Regions from separate parts of the Gossypium hirsutum genome. Here region 1 is linked to region 2. Evidence: chromatin contacts called from public Hi-C data. All regions are on one chromosome and are shown on one strand. Each heading gives the region's core, a stretch centred on a gene start, on an enhancer-like site or on the middle of the called end of the contact. The rest is flanking DNA. Distances are from core to core; before and after follow the strand shown. Region 1 holds the start of LOC107942723 (AP-1 complex subunit gamma-2). Region 2 holds the start of LOC107886666 (U-box domain-containing protein 19).

Region 1 (7,257 bases), core at 4,182-6,681, 330 kb before region 2:
CAAAGACTGAGATGGATGAGACTCAAAGAATAAACAATATAGTAGCAAAAGAGAAACTTGGACATCAATGAATTAAGTGGAATATGACAAATGAAACATCTTTATCCCAATCATATGGTGATTCTATGAAAGACAACACATACCTCAGAAAGAACCTTGAGCATTTGATCAATGTACCAAATCTTCTCTGAGGAAAACCTGAGGGATAAATATAATTGTTAATTGACAACAGAATGTTACAAAGTAATTCCAAATTAGTCTTTCAGCATATCCTCGGTCAACAGAAAAATTCTCTGATATACCAGAAGAACATACCATCCAATATAATGAAAAGATAGAAGGAGCATCTATTAATCTAAGCAATTCATTAAAATTTACTATATCAAATGGGTTGTGTGCAATAACTGCTTTCTGCAGTAGAAATAACCAATCATTTTAAACGGTCCTAAAAATTTGGGTTGGACAAAGGAGTATACACAGCATATACAGCAACATACAAGCACACATGCATACATGAAATTACTGAGGCAAGAGGAGAAAGCATAAAGATGACAATTACAGAAGATATAGAATGCAAAAGAAATGTTGAAGTAGCACTTCTCATGTAACTAACAAATAGTATAACATACTTTTCAACAAGGGAGCAAATCTTGGCAGTAAGATCTCCCTTAAATTCTTGATCGCTTACTTCCAAATATTCAATTAGCTCTTTTATCAAGGGCTTTACATTGTTATCATTCACCAGCAAGTACAAGAGGTCAAGTGCCCTTTTCCGAATTGAAGCATCTGAATCCTGGACAAGGAAATGTCAAATCAAAAACTTTTCAGTTGCACATGAGAAAACTCACTTTTTGACAACGGCACTTCAGAATCAGATCAGATTCCACATCAAAAGCAATGAAAAAAATGCTGGAAACTATTTTTACTGTTCAGAGTACCAAGGGTATCTACCCAGTTCATCATCCAACCTAACCCTGACCCAAGCCCAAGGGATGGTTGTGAGAATTCTTATATCTCCTAAAATAAAAGCACAACGAATCTGTCTAATTATCAAGCAAAAGGCAAGAAGAACAACCAACCACAAAAAATCATAACAGTCACATCACAAGTAAGGCAACCAGAGGGTTCCCTAAATAAAAAATAAGGAGAAGAGAGAGAGACGACAACAGGGCCTTTATCCGTAAGGGAAAAAATAAGAGATCGAGTGATACCAAAAGAGAGAAATTGTTATCGCTGCTTTAGCAAGTGATAAAAGAGTTTTTAATTCCCTCCCGTATGGTGTTAGCCAAGAACAAATAAATGCCAGAACCAGATACTTTGGATAGACAAAAGGAAAGCAAAAGCAAACCCCTTGCGTACTGCTTGAGCAAGAACTTCTATCAGAAGCCAATTGAGAATTATCAGAAACAAATTTAAATATCTTCAGATACCTTTACGCAGTCCAAAATTGTTGCCCTGTGCCTCTGCACTGCTTGAGCACCCAACGTTGTAGCCCTCATAAGCATGTTTAATGCAACATATCTGGAATACAGGCGACGTTCAATTGCACAATATAGTAGACCAAGAAATATGTAGAAAGGGATATGAAAAAATCAAAATAAGATTTCAAAGAAAATACCTGATATTATTGTCACGATTAGACAAGAACTTCCCCAAGATATTTATAGCAAGCACACGTAAGCCACCATCATCTTCAATGCTCATGATGGTTTCAACACATTCATAAAGAATAGCATTTCCTGCATTTTTATTTGACTCGGTTTTTGTTGCCACCTATGGAAAGAAAATACAAGAAAAGTAAAATAAAAGAAATCTTAACCACATTAAGCAATGAAACATTACCGTAAACCATGAAAGGAGTTACCCAAAACTTTTTCAGTTTCTAATTTCACTGGCAGAAATCAGCTTTAGAGGCAATATCCAAAATACCCAATATAGTATACCATTTTGTCAACTAACATACTTCGAATAATTTCATTAAGATTTATTAACGAGCAGAAGCAATAATAGAGTGGAATGTCAGATTTATTTTGCGGAAAACTTTTTTTTTAGGACTTTGGACATATTAAGAAAAATGATAGGTCATGGAAAAAACATCACAACTGACCTGGGCAAGTATGTCAGTCATACGGTCACTGGCATCAGCATCTCCCTGGCCCAATATCCGCAAAAGCTTGAGTAATCTTATATGAAGGTAAGGATCAGTGACGCCAGAAATGTCATACTCAGGTGAATAGGGACTGTTTACTATATCCCTCAGAGTTCTGACCAAACCTTCTGTGCACTTCTGCAATAATTATAAAATAAGCTACCATCAAAATTACAAAACTGACTGCATTATCCATTTTTGAAAAATTTCTTCCCTCAAAAATTAAAAATATGGTTCAACCCAATATTTACATGATAAAGGAGCACCTATTTTTGCTCAACTCCAAAGGTCTAAATAGTTCATAAATCCTATAGAAAACAAACTGCAAAATGAGCCTGAAGATCTTAGTATAAATTGAAGGAAATAATAACCAACTGTTTAGAAAAAAACACCAGTAAGCTTGATCCTTTTTATCATAACTACTCTTCTTCCAGAAACAGAACAAAAGGACTGGTGGTAAAGTAGACAGCTCTGCTCGCATTGGGTGCTCCAAAAAATACCAAAGCAGGTACTAAATATTTACAATTTTATACAGGAGCAGACAAGTAAAGCAAATAATTCATGAACTCCATAGAGTGTCTTTCAAATGCTATAGCTATGAGCTGTTGTGCTCATAAGGTCAAGACCAGTTTACCTTTCTAAAGTATTCAAGGGCTTCTGAACTGACTTTACATAGATCTGCACAAAGTTGAACTCCTGTTATCAGGACCCCATGATGCTTTTCTTTAAGTAGGGAAGCGGCACAATTGATAAAGTTTTCAGCCAAGGCTGGAACTTTCTTTATGATCCGTATGGAGCACAATGCTGCCTACAACAAGAGTAAAGAGCTCTTAAAGATTGCAGGCAGATCACTGAAGAAATTGACATATATATAACCTAAAAATTATCAACAAATACAAATTATGAGAATTCATAACCAAAGCCACTTTGCGCACACGGGCAGAAGGGGAGAGATGTGGAAGTGGGAGGCCTGTTTAATTGAATCAGTCCTCCAATAGAAAAGTGATATTGCAGTTGAACCAATTTAGAACATTGAAAAATGCCATCATAGAATGGTTGGCAATGATCATTAGATGCCTTTCCCTCCCCATCAAACAAGAAAACTTAAGTTGTCTTTCTTGGAGTCACACATTGGACTTAATAGTTTCAATACCTTAGCATTTTTCCCTTGAATGATTGTATGCTGCAAATTCTTCTGGTTAAGAAATATAGGCAGAAAAAAATCCAGATTTGATAAAAGTAGCTGCCATATGAATGGTGCAGAATATCATTGAACGAATATCACACTATACAGATGGCATCTCAGTTATGCAGTATCCAGTACTTAACAATCAGTTTACACTTTTAACCTTTTAATTGACAAAATTACAAACGCATTGTTGCAAAGAAATAAAGGGCACAAACAGAAATATTTGAAGTGCTCAACAGAAAAACCCAAAACTTTCCTACTCCTGCAGAAGAGGACAGAGAAGTTATCATTTAAGAGGGATACTCAGCATTAAGCATAAGAAATTCAAAAAGTCTGGAGTCCAGTGGCCTCCATTTTCCTTCTTTACTTCACATCTATATGTGATGAACATATCTTTGAGTTAAGAATAGGACACACTTACTTTCTTCCTGATATTTGGATCTCGAAACTGCAGCAATCTTTCTACTTCAGGTGCAAGATCACGGGCCATTTCTGCTGAACAAATATTACCCAGTGCACAAAGAGCAAGTCCTACAATGTACTGGTTTGAATGGTTCAGATCTCTGCATATAAATTAAGGTTCCTGCAAGTAAAGCAAATCTCTCCATTTTCTTATTTTTACACTTGTAATACAACCCTATCAGGCACAACAATATTAACCCAGAACAGAACTGATAAAAGGGAAAAGGAAATGGGAACAAAATAAGCTTGAGAAGAATCCACGCAAAAGATACTGCTTTAATGAGTTTGTGACCAACATGAGAACTTCTTCTCTTTCATCAAGAAGCAACATAAGACCAAGATATCCTATCCTCTTCTCTGGAAATCCAGCAGATGCAATCAACTTCAAGCACTCCATTTGGCCAAAATGAGTGGGATATCCAAGCATCTGAATGAACATGAGTTTTGCCAGGTTACGGTGCCTATAATCTTGATCATCTTCATTAATTGAAGCACGAATAGCAGCACACTCTTTCCTTACAACAGCACGTTCTTCTGCTGCAGTTTTGCATGCACGTATAGCCCGTATCATGTCCCTGCATTGGAGAAGTAAGTTTAAACCATTTTCAATTAATATGTATATAAACTACATGTGCATTTTCTATGCCTGCCATTTTACAAAAAGTGTGTCTAGGTGCACCAGGCATGCATCTCACCTAAAAGGGTTCGAGGCACTTTTGTTTGCTATCTAGTGTTAAGGCGCAGGGTGCATGCGCACCCTTGTGGATGCCTTAACGATGCTACATATAATGCAAGACTAGAGACAGTAAGACTTGCGTGACCAAACCAGTCAACGTTTTAGTTGCCATCTATATAATGGTACCTCCTAACAACAATGCTATTTAGTGCATCATTTAATATTATCAACATTTCAAAAAAAGAAGATCAAGCTACTTTCAAACCAATTATTAAATGGGTATGACACATTTCTACAATTTCATTAATAGATGCAAGTTGCAACTAACTCGAGATAATAAAAAGGAAAACAAAAGATAATCAGAAGAACCAAATTATGAAAACCCCAAACAGGCTAACAGATTACACTTAGCTCTAAATACATACCCAATCATCTTTTAAGTTGCACGAACCACAACTGAACTCCCGAAATTCTAATCACGGTATTAAAAAATACAGCTCTTTTAAATTTTAGTCACAACTCCAGTCCACTCAAATAAACAAACTCATGAGTTGTTGATCTGATCTTCCAATTAAAAGGAAAAAGGAGAAGTAAAATAAGAAACGGGTAACAGTAGGAATTGGTGCTCACCTTAGACAAGTACCGGAAGAAAAAGGATTCATGATCGTATTAAGGTAGGAAACTCTAGTAGAGAGGTCGAAACAGATGGAATAGAAACTAAACCAAATGCTGCAATTAAATCGATCACCAAAATAGCACTATTCAGAATTAAACCGTACTGTTTTTCTTTTTTTTCTCTTTTAGCAAGCTTAAAGAATGTGAAAGAGAAGATCCAAATGCTGGAATTCGGAGATCTAAGAAAGAGGAAGAAACGGAGAATTGGATCTGAGAGACCGAGAAAACGGAGTCTCTTTTTCTACTTGATAAAAATGAGAGCAGAGCGGTCAAATTGGCATTTGTAAGTCCAGTCAGTCGTAAATATTGGGTTAAATTTGCAAGGAGGATATTCGGCTTATTTATTGGTTGGACGTGACATGGCAGGATTTCATTGGGCAGTTATAGACATTTGTTTGTAGTAATTAAGTAACGGCTCTGCAGCCAAGTTTAAAGCCCCACCATTACGACTAGGCTTCGCTGTTTAATTTTGTTTAATATAATATTAACTTGAAATATTCTTTTAATTTGGTGTATCAACATCAATTTTTTTCTTAATTTGGTAACTAATTCTCTTTGTTTAATTTAGTTTTTTTTTCTTATTTCATACTTAACTTGTTTTTGTCTAATTTAGTACTTAAACTTGTCAAACAATATATAAAATTACATCAATATATTAACAATATTTTTCTATGAAGTAGCAATGATATTCAAAATGTATGATCGATATGTGATAAATGACAAAAATTTTTATATTTTAAATGTTTAATTACTTTATTTTAAAATTTTACATTTAACCTAATGAATTTCTTTTATTTTATTTTTTAAAACTCTTATTTTCTTCTTCAGTATTAATTTGTGAAGAACAATTCAGAGCACAATTTGTAACATGAATTACCTCTTATAGTGCCGATATTTTTAGGGAATTAAGGACTTTGTAAAGATTAAGACATTCTTTAAGCATGTAATCGATTCTGAATCATTCTTACCAATAACAATCAAAGTAATCTCAACCTCAATAAAAACTAAACTTTGAGCATATTGTTTAATGCAACAGAAGAAACTCCAAATAAATGTAATAACTCTTACCATTAAACTTGTTGTCATCTATCAGATGTCAATCATACATTAGCTATTTTTGTTCCCTCATGAAAAACTAACATTAGGGTAATTTGTATAACATTTTACAAGTTTAGATACCAAATTAGGAAAAGCATTGACGTTCAAGTACTGATTTGGGTCAAAAAAGCTAGGTAACCACTTAAGAAAAAGAGTCACGTTTAATATCAAATTGGGCCAAAAGAACTTAGGTATCAAATTTAAAAAAAAAATGTCAAGTTCATGTATCAAATGTTATATTTTTAAGGGTTTTTTTTCTTCTTGTTGTTGTTCAAACTATGAAAAATCATTGAAAGTAAAGGAATTACAAAAAATAAATAAATTCAGTTGTAATACGAAATACCCAATTTATCCGACAAGAATAAAATATTGTTTCTTAGCAATCCAATCAGCTATTTGATTATTAGGTCAAATCACACGGCTAAAAAGAACATTTGAAACTGAAGAAACCATCAATAGGATATTGGAGATAAATGTTGAAACTTCCAAAGACGTTGAGATCTTTCCATTAAGCATTTTGATTGTATAAAAGCAATTTGATTCAATGATGACATGTTGCCATCCATGTAACACCCTGATACCCAATCCGATCGTTAGGTCCAAGCTACAAGGTGTCACATTCATTGTCGGAGCAACTACGATCAAACTACAGTTGATTTATACCAATAAATGGTTAAATTTCAAACAATACATACATATGATATGATATACATTCGTTTTTGAGTCGTATATGAGCTTATGGAAGCTTTATTTCAAACCCGAGGTAGAATTAAGACCAAATTATAAAAAATTTAAAATATCAGGTTGATGTAGCGGAGTTGAGGGTTCCTTGTCGTGACGCAACATACTGACTTGATCTCATCACAACATTAAAGGACTGATATCACGACATGACCCTTGTTTTACAACAAACTCCAATTTGGTACCTATTTAACTTGTCAATACAATTCAATATGCTCAATACCAATATTCAAAACCATTAATACCATTTCCAACATACATTCTCAA
Region 2 (7,561 bases), core at 2,692-5,191:
CATAAGCAAAAAATTTAGATATTGACAAATTTTCTGAGTTTCTATGTCTCTTATGCAGTAGATAAAGTTGCACATAATCAAACAATTCTTCTTATATTTGTTTATGCAATTTGATTTTGTTGGTTAACATAATTGTAAGTTGTATGAATTGTACAAATAATTTAAGGTAAATGTAGTTGAGAGGTACCTTTAGGGATATGATCAAATAGTTCCTCTATTATTAAATAGATTAATTTAATTTTTATAATATTAAAAAGAATCAAATTTGACCAAATTGAGAGAGAATTAACATTTACTATTTAAAGAATATCATTTGTTGTTTAATAAAGTTAACATTTTACTGTATAAGAAATATCTTGAAAATTGGAGTTTAATTTCAAACAAAATATTTCATTTACAAAATCATAAAAATTTTAATAATATTAAATATGTTAAACAACAATTGATATTTTTAAACAATAAATGTTAACTCTATTATAATTTAAACTTATTTAATTTTTTTTAATAATATAAAGACTAATTTAATCCATTTAATAATAGAAATACTAATTTGATCTTGTATTTGTAGTACAAGGATCTCCCATGTATTTTAGCTACTAAGGGTTAGTTTAGTATTGCTTTTGAAAAATTTTGTTTAAGATTTGAGTGTTTAGCATTGCTGTCAAAAAATGTTTTTGAGAAATAAAATGTCTATTTTAGACATAGTATTATCAAGTAATAAATATGTATTTAATTAATGTTCAAATTAGTTAATACTATTATATTTTAGTAAAAATATAAAAAATAATTTATTATAACTTGTTATTATTATTTTAATTTATGAAATATAAATTTTAAATATTTTTAAGCAATAAATATTAATTATTTATAAAATTTAATTAGAATATATAAACTATATTTTAAATAATTAAATATAACCATTAAATATTTTTAATTAGATATTAACACATTTGTATTATTTTAAATTTTTTATTTTTAATTGATAATTTTAATATATTTGTAATTAAGCACAACAAAAAGAGGAAAGTACTATATTATTGAATGAGTGAAAAAGTAATTAATCGCTAAAAGTGCTTTTGGTAGAGGAAAAGTTTTTCCTTCTCAAAAGCACTTTTGAAAAACAAAAAAAATTCAACAAAAAATAATTTATTTAATACAATTTTTTCTCCATAAGCGATTTTCTAAGTCAAAAGTATTTTTTTTTAAAGCAATTCTAAACAAATCCTAAATAAATGTGGTGTTGGGATTCAATTTGCAGTCAGATTCCTTTTGTAAGAAGTCAATTCATCAGTCATCCATTTGTTATTGAAATTGAAAAAATATGTGGTACTTGTCAATTACAAGATATAAAATTTAGATTTTATATAAAGAAGTATGAAATTTTTTAACGAGATTTATATAAATTTAGACTCTCTAACCTCAATAACTAATTTTTTAATATAATTATATATAGATTCAGATGAATTGAAACATAGTAATGGAATTTTGAGAAAATTTGAAAATTTTATACAGATCTAGAGATCCAAATCATTGATCTGTAATGGTTCTCTCCATCAATTAGCCATGGAAGAAAAACATGGGGAAACAGGGTAGTGTTGGCGGCCCATTAGAAAAAGTTCCCCACTTTCTCTCCATTACAACTAAAGGTTTGGAGCAAAGAGAGGTGATTAACATTAACAGCACGTTTGGTTGGATGGAATAGCTATTCCATTCCTGCCCAATTCCACGTGCTACAGTATTTTTTTGTTATTACACCGTTTGGTTCAGCGTTTACTTATTCCATAACTTTGCTATTACAGTCATATTCCCTCAAATGCTGTAATAGGTATTCCGGGGTGGGGGCTCTGAATTGCTATTCAACACCACACACGTAAAATTTCTCTCCAAAATAGCCTACTTTTTCTCCCTTGCTCCAGATTTCTTCCAACAGTTTTCCCCAAATCAACAACACATTCGCCCTTCAACTTCATCTCCTGTAAGTTTTCTTTTTTTATTTCATCTCATGTTTTCTATTTCTCCTTCCTCATAATTTCATAATTCTTCTTGTATGAAACTTCATAACTCTTCTCATGGTCATCTTTAATTGTCAAAATTTGTTATGGGTCTCTGATATATTTCTTTGTTTCCTTGGCTTATGAAACTAAAGGCACCTGTTGTTTTTTCTTTTGGTTTGATTCTTGATTGACTAATGTCGCCTGGTAATGAGTATCAAACTTATGAATTTGAGTGAAAACTGTTAATACATACTTCATCCGGCTAAATTATGCATTTGAGTAAAAATTGTATAATTTAGTCGGATGAAGTATGTATTAATAGAAAACTGTATAATTTAGCTGGATAAAGTATGTATTAACAGATATACTTAAAATCTAGTTGGACTGCCACGTAGGATTACCATTAGGGAGATAATAATAACATAAATGTCTAAAACGTAACATTTCAAATATAAGTGACTAAAATGTAACCCGAGGTAAATAAAAGTGACTATTTTTATAGTTTATCCATAAATAAAACATTGCAATATATGTAAAAACAATTTAAAATATAAATTTATATATATATATATATATAATAAACTCAAATAAACAATGAAAATATAATAAATTCTTAAATATATATTTGTTTAATTTAAAACAACTTTTATAAATTATTTTTCAGAAAATATTTTACTGACAAACAAACGGAGTCTAAATATGTATTGCAGTTTAAAAATAATAAAGTAGATTATATATTTTTTTATAGTATTATATATTTTGATTTTTTAATTCATATAATAATAATTAGATAATGAATGTTATTAAATTATATTTTTTTATTAAATTATATTTAATAATAATTATGTTAAAATATGGTTAAACTATTTATTATTTTTATTAAATTATTTTTAATAATAATCTTATTAAAATTTAATAACAATAACAATAATCATCTACATTAACAAAAATTCTGCTAAGGGTATTCTGGTCATTTTAGTTTTTTCCTTATGCTATTACAACATCATTCCATTCAACCAAACACAAAAATACTATTACAGTTCTATTCCATTCCATTCCATTCAACCAAACAGTTGAATTACTTATTACAGCTTTATTCAATTACAACCCTATTCAATTACAGCCCTATTCAATTACAGTGAACCAAACGTACTCTAAGAATTGGATTAAGAGATTCCAAAATTAAGGACAATTTGATAGAATCTGTAACTATTAGTGGATTAATTTAGTTATTGTGTTAATAAAAAAAGTCACATCAGTATTGAACAAAAAATTAATTGACAATAACATTAATGATTAAATTAAATTTTTTTTAAACATAGGTGATCAAAATAGAAACACACTAATAATTAAGTCAAACACATATTTATGATCACCCTCATTATGCAAGTAAGAAATTATTCAACAAATATATTTATAAAAATTGATAATAATAAAAAATTCAAACTTTATTTAAAATGATAAAGTTGATATATTGAAAATTATAATGTCTTAAGTTTAAATTTTATTATTGTGTATTTTTTAAAATTATATATAAAAATATAAAAAGATATAAACATTGTGTATTTTTTTAAAATTATATATAAAAATATAAAAAGATATAAACACCTTTATAATATCATTTTTTATTTTATAAAAAAATTTGATAATTTTACAACTAAATTAGGGTGTGATTGATGAGTGTCATTTGCCACAAACTCAATATTTAATATAAATAATAAAATATTCTAAATACAATAATGTTAATAATGGTGCAATTTTTTAATGATAATAATTGGTGTAATTAGGTTCACAATAATTCATTACCAAGTCCAAATTTTTTTATAAATAATAATAATAATAAAAGGCTAAATGATTTATTTTAGCTTAATTCCACGTTATATGAGCCATCCCATGTCGGCTCCCTCTCATCACGTACCTTCGTACCGTATTTTACGACCACGTGTCACCTCACCATTTGCTTATCCACTGCTCTAAACTATCTACGAAGTAGCCTTTCTCATCTGCACGTGCCATGTACAGCCAAAGTTATTACACGTGTCCAAGCCGACATATCCCAAGTCCCTTTCTCCTTCCTTTTATATATAGTAGACCCCAGAAGCCAAAATCAAAAACTCAAAAATCTAAACGCTAAAGTCAAAATCAAACTTTTTTGTTTTTATCTCCTTTGTTTTTGTTTTTCTTGAAATATCTGGTAAATGATCCAAAAATCGAGTGGGTCGGGTCGCCGGATTCTGACATGCCCGGCAATACATCCTTGCGATTCCATTTCTCCTTCAACTCTTCTAAACTCGCTGATCGATCTTGGTGGAGACATTTGCAGTTACAAATCCAAGGTTTTCTCCGTCAACAAGAGAAATGCGCGGGAAACGTTTCGTCAAATCGCGAACATTCTTCTTTTCCTCCAGGAGATCCGAGATACGACGTCGGATCTACCTCATCCGGTCATCCTCAGCTTGTCCGAGCTCCATCTGACTTTCCAGAAAATTCGATGCCTTCTGGAAGACTGCACCCGCGACGGGACTCGAGCGTGGATGCTAGTGAGTTCGGATTGGGCTGCGAACCAATTCCGGATCGTGATCCGGGGCCTGGCTACGGGTCTGGATGTTTTCCCTCTTTCAACCGTTGACATGTCAAATGAAGCCAAGGATTTGGTTGAGTTAATCATAAGACAAGTTAGGAAAGCTTCATTCGATCCCGACCCGGATGATAAAAAGGCCGTGAAAGATCTCATGCGGATCATGAACCATTTCGAGGAAGGAATCGCACCTGATCCGATTGAGATCAGACGGATCTTGGACCATCTCGGGATTGATAAATGGAGCAGTTGTAACAAGGAAGTGAAATTCTTGGATTCAGAAATCGGAACCGAGTTTTCCAATGAAGAAAACAAAACAAAATTAGAGCTTCTGTGTAGCTTAATGGGATTCATGAGCTATTGCAGATGCGTAATATTTGACACCGTTGACTTCGAAAGTCAGCATCTCAATGGCCAGTGTAGCAACATCAGCAAAGATCTTAAAGGAATCAACGTTGATGATCTCAAGTGTCCGATCTCGTTAGAAATGATGTCGGATCCAGTAACTTTATCATCGGGCCACACCTACGACCGTTGTTCGATTTTAAAATGGTTCAGGTCGGGGAATGCCACTTGTCCCAAGACGGGCGAGAAGCTTACCAGTACGGAATTGGTTCCCAATCTTGTCTTGAAAGGGTTGATCCAACAATATTGTGCTGAAAACGGCATCCCAGTCGTCGTTTCTAGGGGAAAGAATCGTGATATTTCGAGGACAGTAATGGCGGGGAGTTCAGCCGGTGAAGGTGCAATGAAGATGTTGGCTGGTTTTCTCATTAACAAACTTGTTAATGGAAGTGGTGAAGAGATGAACAAGGCGGCATTTGAGATTCGGGTTCTTACTAAAACAAGCATTTTTAACAGGTCTTGTTTGGTTGAATCCGGCACGATCCCACATTTATTGAAGCTGTTGTTATCTGAAGATTCCAACACCCAAGAAAATTCCATTGCTGCTCTCTTGAATCTTTCCAAGCATTCAAAAGGCAAATGTGTTATAGTGGAGAATGAAGGGTTGGATTTGATCGTCCATGTTTTAAGAAAGGGACTTAAAATTGAAGCTCAACAACATGCGGCTGCTACGTTGTATTATCTTGCTTCAGTTGAGGAGAACAGGGTTCTGATCGGTGAAAATCCTGAGGCTATTGCAGGATTAGTAGAGTTGGTTAAGAATGAAAACCATCACTGCAAGAGGAATGCATTGGTTGCTATTTTTGGGCTTCTAGTGCATCCCGAGAACCATTGGAGGCTTCTTGCATCTGGGGTTGTTCCTTTGTTGCTCAATCTTTTGAGAGATTCAGAAAGAGAAGATCTCGTAACTGATTCTCTAGCCATTTTAGCTACTCTAGCAGAGAAAATTGATGGCACAGTCGCAATTTTACGCCGTGGTGCCTTGCAATTGTTAGTAGGGATCTTAGATACCTGCACTTCAAGAACAGGGAAGGAGTACTGCGTTTCCATGCTGTTGGCTCTGTGTGTCAATGGCGGACTAGATGTGGTTGCTCGTTTGGTGAAGATTCCTTCTCTTATGGGATCCTTGTATTCCCAACTTAGTGAAGGTACATCTCGAGCTAGCAAAAAGGCCAGTGCAATCATCAAGATTCTGCACCAGTTTTATGAAAACAACAGCTCCTCAGCTTCAGTGACTCCAGTTCTTCCCCGAGAACAATTCGTTCACGTATGGTAATCCGTAATCCAATTTATTCCTGAAATATTTCCATGTAAATACAGATAAGTGTGTACATCGCTTGTTTCCTTTTATTAGCTCGGTTTTTTGAAGAGCTAATCCACTCAGCTTCTGCCTTTTTTTATGAAGCTGAGTGAAAAACAACAGTAATTTAGCATTTCAATTTTTTTTAGGGTTTGTTCATAATAAGGTCGCAAGACTGTAATACAATGATGTAAAACGCATTCCATTCGTTGTATTGTAGTATCATGTATAAACTTCTTCAACCGTGTTGTACGTGTCCTTTTTCCATGTTAGTAATAAAAGATTATGCTACTACAGTTTATCTAAAACAATCTCTACAAACATGAAGAATTATGTCTCTTGTATCTCCTCTTTAGAGCTTTAGTATATGATTTTTCCACGGGATGCAACTGGCTTTGCTTGTATTGAGATATTAAGTGCTTTTTGTAGTCTTAACACCACCTGCTCCATGGATGGCCTTTCCTGCTTTATCCCTATGCATGACAAAGCTAGCTTGAGCACAAGGTCGAAAGCTTCTAACGAGTATTCCCCGTTAAGTTTCGGGTCTGCAAACTTGGTTGTGTCCCCTTCCCTAGTGAGTACTTTTGCCTGAGAAATAAGAGAAAAATGCATTTGGGATCTTAGTAATAGGAAGGACATCTATTATACAAACTTGATAGAGATTGTTGTTACCATTTTACTTAGAGGCAATGGTCTGTGAAGATTCATATTAAGCACCCTCTGCCCTGACAAAAGTTGAAGAAGTACTATACCAAAACTGTAAACATCCCCAGAGACATTCACACGGTGGTTTCTACGGTACTCGGGATCAACATAACCAAATGTTCCTCTCACTTCTGAGCTCACATGGGATTGGCCTATGTCCATAACTTTAGACAAACCGAAATCTGCTAGTTTTGCTTGAAATTTATCATTGATTAGGATATTTGTTGGCTGACAAAATATGAAAACACCATCATATACCGTGATCAGAGAAGACTAATGACAGAGAGAAAAGGGAATAGCAGAATCCTTTCATCTCGAATGTACCTTGATATCACGATGAACAATGCTGCCTTCTGGGTAAGTGTGGAGAAACCAGAGTCCCCTTGCACTGTCAATTGCAATCTTTAGTCTTTGAATCCATGAAAGACCTTTATCCTTCCCTGTTCAATATCTTTGTGTGAGTGGTTTTCTATGTAACAAAAGCAGTAAATCACATTGATTCCACATACCATATAGCCACTCTGATAGGTTCCCATGATGGCACAGTTCATAGACTAGGAAGCATTCATCTTCATTCTC

What was found. A called contact is a pair of places that touch in the nucleus more often than the background predicts.
Region 1: a contact with region 2 is called in a Hi-C map of leaf, with 2.1 times the contacts expected there. The contact joins the promoter of LOC107942723 here to the promoter of LOC107886666 in region 2. A contact is called at or near these places in 4 of 34 Hi-C or Micro-C datasets (leaf and seedling).

What each region holds. Positions count from the first base shown.
Region 1 is chrA03:99,747,622-99,754,878 of Gossypium_hirsutum_v2.1, reverse strand. LOC107942723 (AP-1 complex subunit gamma-2) reads right to left here and starts at 5,431. Exons shown (of 18, transcript XM_041099890.1): 1 at 5,107-5,431; 2 at 4,073-4,375; 3 at 3,760-3,901; 4 at 2,784-2,957; 5 at 2,108-2,287; 6 at 1,619-1,773; 7 at 1,431-1,521; 8 at 630-793; 9 at 144-198. The coding sequence starts at 5,138.
Region 2 is chrA03:99,416,079-99,423,639 of Gossypium_hirsutum_v2.1, reverse strand. It overlaps LOC107886666 (U-box domain-containing protein 19), which reads left to right and starts at 3,941. Exons shown (of 1, transcript XM_016810712.2): 1 at 3,941-6,580. The coding sequence starts at 4,193. The coding sequence ends at 6,253. LOC107886667 (probable serine/threonine-protein kinase PBL22) reads right to left here. Exons shown (of 10, transcript XM_016810713.2): 7 at 7,492-7,561; 8 at 7,307-7,422; 9 at 6,950-7,210; 10 at 6,464-6,865. The coding sequence ends at 6,638.